Regions from separate parts of the Zea mays genome. Here region 2 is linked to region 1. Evidence: chromatin contacts called from public Hi-C data. All regions are on one chromosome and are shown on one strand. The core of a region is the stretch at or near the end of the contact, and the rest is flanking DNA. Distances in the headings are between cores, read along the strand shown. Region 1 holds the start of LOC100286370. Region 2 has its middle 25 kb from the start of LOC109945262.

What was found. A called contact is a pair of places that touch in the nucleus more often than the background predicts.
Region 2: a contact with region 1 is called in a Hi-C map of tassel, with 4 times the contacts expected there. The contact joins the enhancer-like site here to the promoter of LOC100286370 in region 1. A contact is called at or near these places in 4 of 25 Hi-C or Micro-C datasets (ear, leaf, root tip and 1 more).

What each region holds. Positions count from the first base shown.
Region 1 is chr3:107,114,162-107,116,861 of Zm-B73-REFERENCE-NAM-5.0, forward strand. It overlaps LOC100286370, which reads left to right and starts at 1,303. Exons shown (of 4, transcript NM_001159257.2): 1 at 1,303-1,632; 2 at 1,754-1,936; 3 at 2,122-2,360; 4 at 2,472-2,700. The coding sequence starts at 1,339.
Region 2 is chr3:107,449,082-107,451,781 of Zm-B73-REFERENCE-NAM-5.0, forward strand. No RefSeq gene overlaps it. Among protein-coding and RNA genes, the nearest start is that of LOC109945262, 25 kb to the left of the region's middle. Within about 2 kb of position 1,355, at least 15 of the 20 cell types and tissues checked have an H3K27ac peak or open chromatin away from gene starts, as enhancers often do. A contact at or near this core is called in ear, leaf and tassel, where this site is marked.

The sequences.
Region 1 (2,700 bases), core at 53-2,552:
TGGGCATAAAAATGTTGTATCTGTACCCGTAAACCCGCATACTCGCGTGTGTCTGTGTAGACTGTAGAGCACATACATCTCAATTTAGTGCCACCCCGAAAGATTTGAGCGGGCGGAGCCAATCAAATGATATAAAAGAAGACTACAGATGCCAGAGAACTCGTTGAACTTTTGGCTAAGATTGGTACATGTTTTTATCAGTTTAATAAATATTTATTATTATGTGTTATCAGTTTAATAAATATTTATTATATGACTGTGCCCGCGGATGCCATAAACTCGCGGGTAGCGGGTTTGGGTAACATACGCTACCCGTCGCGGGTAGCGAGTGCGAGTACGGGTTTAACATTAATCTCGCGGGTACGAGTTTGTAATCTATGTACCCGCGGGTTTTAAACCCGTTGCCATCCCTAACTCAGATCTTATGTTCGATTTTTCATGGAAGCGAATTTAAGACTGTAGTTAAAAAACCCTCTCACTATGTCTTGTCCGCTTCCGGGTTACGTATTGCACACCACCCTCTAGCTGGGTCGTGCAGAGTGGGTAGTGACGGTCCACTGTTGCAGAGTGGACGATGACGGTCCGCTAGTGATGGAGTCATTGTTTGGAGATTTTCTCGCTCGAGACCATTAACTATCAGAGGATTTTGTGCGCCTTATCTGCCGGCCTTAGGTATTGTACTGGGAGGGTGGTCACACCCTCCCGGCCGAATTTTTTGTGCTATTATTTTATGTATATGTCAACAAATTGTCTCTTGCACCTTGTCCAACAAGAGAGCTCCATCTTACTCGAAAAATAAAAATTTAATTGCACCTAAAAGCTCGGATCCAAAATCAACGTCGATGTCAACGTTGAATAAAGGACGACGTGGTGCAGAAGAGCGACTTTCACAAAATAATCTAAATATTTATTCCATCTATTTCTATTTAAATATCTTTGTAGTTAATATACCGATTAAACCTAGTTAAAACTAACTAGTTTTAAAAATACAAACAATATTTATATATTAGAATAAATTTATTAGAAAAATAAATTCAATAATCCACCTAATGATATTAACTATATTTTATAAATATTACTATATTTTATAAAAGTTAGTATTTTATTATATATATATATATATTTGATTAAAATAGAGTATGTTTGATTTTTCGAGAAACGAAAAATGACAGTTAAAATAAGGCCGAGCGAGTATATTTACTTGCTTCATTAACGGATTTAAACCTTTGGCCATTTCTTTACAGTGCAACGTGGACAGCGCGAGCACATTTTTGACTGACCGGCATAGCAGCCTGAGGATCCAAACAGGCGACCCGCGTGTCAGAGATGCAGCATAGCATGGACGCGGGCGAGGTGCGGCACTGGAACGCGGACGTGAACGGCGTCTCCATCCACGTCGCCGAGCGGGGCCCCGAGGATGGGCCGGCGGTGCTCCTCCTCCACGGCTTCCCGGAGCTCTGGCTCTCGTGGCGCCACCAGATGGCCGCGCTCGCCGCCCGCGGGTTCCGTGCGCTAGCCCCCGACCTCCGCGGCTACGGCGACTCCTCCGCGCCGTCCGACCCCGCCGCCTACTCCATCTTCCACATCGTCGGCGACGTCGTCGCGCTCCTCGACCACCTCCAACTCACAAAGGTGCATGCCGCCTTTTCTGTCCCCCTGCCGTACGTGCTTCTTCTTGTTTCTCGCCTCACCATCGCGAGTGACTGTGTGCTGTGCGCGCCGGCGCCGCCATCTGCCACGGATGGATCTGTAGGTGTTCGTGGCGGGGCACGACTGGGGCGCGCATGCGGCGTGGCTCCTCTGCCTGTTCCGGCCGGACCGGGTGCGCGCCGCCGTCGTTCTGGGGGTACCGTACTCCGCTCGACACGCACACGCTCGCCCCATCACGGAGGCCTTCGCGGCGTTTGGCGAGGGCTTTTACATAAATCAGTTCCAGGTGGTGCTCGCTCATCCGATGATCTTCCCCCTCAACCATGCTATCTACTTCGCCTGATTTTGTACCAGCAATTTTGCACCTATATATATCAATAAATGAGAGTTTTCGATAATTTAAGTATTATTAGTCCATAGAAAAAACACAGCGTTTGGCGATGGCGTTTGAAGATTCATACGTATTTACAGGAGGCTGGAAGAGCTGAGAGCGCATTCGCCCGTTACGATGTCGCAACTGTCCTAAAAAAGTTCTACTCCATCGAAATAGATGATGTCACCGCTCCTCCTGGGGTGGAGATCATAGACTTCCTGGAGGCGTCTCCCTCGCCACTTCCTTGGATCAGCGAGGAAGAACTGGGCCAGTATGCTGAGAAGTTTCACAAGTCCGGGTTCACTGGACCCCTCAACTACTACCGCATGTCGGAGACGTAATTTCCTCACCTTAATTAGCTTGTTTCCTAGTACGTACTATTTCTGTCTTATTAACCATTGCCTGGTTACACTGGTCGTAAGTTGTGGTAATATAATTTTGCATGCAGGAACTCGAGACTCCTTGCACCCTGGAACGGAGCGAAGATTACAGTGCCTGTGAAGTTCATAGCTGGCGATAAGGACATCGGTGCCCAGTCCTTTGGAACTGGGGAGTACATCAAGAGCGCGGAGTTCAAGTCCACCGTTCCAGATCTTGAAGTCACCGTCATCGAAGGCCACCATTTTCTCCAGCAGGAGCAGGCCGAGAGGGTGAACTCGGAGATGGTTTCCTACCTC
Region 2 (2,700 bases), core at 105-2,604, 330 kb after region 1:
CATCTTCACCACCCTCGTACCCATTTTTAGCATTTTCCTTATCATTGTCTTTATCCTTATCCCACTTGACAAAATGGCGTAGTCTCTCAGTTTGGATTTATAAACTTTATTTTTATGCGACACGGTCTAACAGATAACTTGGGACCAATTTCCCATGCATGGATCTCCCCGACTCCGGCTGCTAAGATTTTCATGTGGATCTTTCAAGCTGCCCCTAATAGCCTTGAGGGCATCAACTTCAGAGCAAATGAACCAAGTTTATGTTAAATCATTTTACTGACATATTGCTGCTGCAAGGCAAGTTAACATTATATAATTCCATTCTCTTTTTTATGTTGCTTAAATTCATTTTGCTGACATATTGTTGCTCCCAATGTTTCTTTCCTGATGACTGATTAAGGGCATCATCATCCCACGTTTAATTATGAATGCTAGGGTTGAGGAGATAATGAGAATATAGATCATGGACTCCAGATAAAATTTATCTAGTTCATTAGTTGAATTGTTTGACGAGATGCGGGTAGATCTGAGCGTCAATTACTGAGAGTTGTTTCACTCGCGTGGGCTCTCTACGGCGACGCGGACGGTCCGCGGCTTAGGGTCAAACGGTCCATGACCTAGACAGCAGGAGCGGGTTTCCTGTGCCGTGCCAGATGGTCCGTGCGTGCGCAAGGCGGAGGCCTTCGCCAATGACACCTGGATCTCGCCTCTAGGAGGGACTCGTCAGGGGGAGAGATCCTAGAGTTTGTCTTGAGATCGACAGGCCACTCAAGGCGTCTTTAGATGACGTAGAGTCGTAGAGAGGTGAAGATATAGATAAATAAGGTTACATTACTTGCTACTTCTAGGATAAGAAAGTAAAGAAATTGATAAACGAGTTGATTGGTTCGATTGGTTTTGTCCGCAGTCGAGAACCGTAGACACTTTTTACTTGAAAAAATCATTATTCTCTTCTCCAAATTCTTTATCTCTACCCCTATCTCTAGTCAGTTCTACACCCACCTCACTACTATACATATGTTCCCATTTACGGTTAAACCATAATTTAAAGGTTGTTTGCATGTTCGTACATAAGACTTGTTGCACAACAGGGGTTGGCTATTTATGGTCATTTATCATTCGTGACGTCTAATAGCATTTCTTAGTGCTATTGGTTTATATTAAATTGCATAATGCCCTCTTTCTGGTTATATTTGTTTGTTATATTGTGCTACTTGCACCCAGTGCATGGAACTTTCTAACGTCGCTGTACGTCATTGGCCTTGGGCGACATCATCAGACAACGTAGCTAGGACGGCCCAGTGGACCCTGCCGTGGAAGAAGCGGCTGCCCTGGGCCCTGGACGTAGCATTTTCAATTGCATGCGAGGTTGCGTCGTCGTCGTTGGGGGCCTTTAACGAGTCCGGCCTAGTCTGCTATCCACACCAGATAAATGTTCGGCTTTGCGTTCTTAACCCTTTTTATTTTTTAACTCACCTGTTTGTCATGAAACCTATTTATAGTTATTTATATAGGGGAACAACCGCATATCTTCTTAGATATATAAGGGTGCAAACGAGTCTCCTAGTTTTTTAATCATGATCTAACTGTACTTCACATTTAACACTTCAATTCTTCATCAGCTCATACAACTTTTATAAAAAAAACTTAAACTATCAGGAAAGTAAAAGAGTATTGCACTCGTCTTCTTGCTTGGTCATAGTCAATCCTTGGAAGACTATAATACTATATGCCATTAAATTTACCGTGAACTTAGTTCAATCAACGAGGTAATTAAGACATTTTTTTTCTTGCCGATTGTAACTTTGGACTTTTTTTTAATCTTGTGTAGCTGAAACAACTCATGTTATGGCTGGTTTGTTTTTTTCACAGATTCAGAACTATAATATATATATGATATGATTGTCTCCCTCTGCTGCAAGGCAAGTTCATCATCCAAAGTTAAGGCAAGCAAGTAGCCTGTTGAAGTGAAGATGAGAAAGATGAGGGAAGCTCCCAAGCAAGGAGCTGCTAGCTGCTGTGTGGACACCTGGCACAAACATCGCCTCTCGATCAGTTTATCCTCACTGTCCTGCAGAAACATGGATCTGGGACTTCAGATCTCCCCGGTCGCCTAGATTCTCGGCCAGCAGCTGAAGAAGAAAAAGGCTTCCGCTTGCCGCTTTACTGTATCCCCCTAATCCTGAGGCATCCACTCCCAGACCTCGCTAGATCCATTCCCATCCCTCATCGCCGGCACTCTCCCGTCTCCAGTGCATGCTGTGATGCCTGCACTGCACAGCACAACAGCGAATGAGCTGCATGCATTCTGCATCATTCAGAGAATTTCAGATACAGACACGAGGTCACAGGCTTTGCAGCCACTACCGGAATCGCGTTCTTTGCCGAGTGTCTAAAACACTCGGCAGAAGCTATTTTACACTCGGCAAAGGCTTTGCCGAGTGTAACACTCGGCAAAGAACACTCGGCAAAGATTTCATCGGCAAATGGTTCTTTGCCGAGTGCTTTTTTTCGGACACTCGGCAAAGACTTTGCCGAGTGTCAAAAAGCACTCGGCAAAGAAAAACACTCGGCAAATTAAGAATCGAAAAATTTTAAAAAAAACAGCAAAACATTTTTTAAATTCTAGGAACAACTCTCCAACCCTACCCTATTACCTTACCTGTTGCCCTATCATTTTTCACTATTATTTTGAATCAA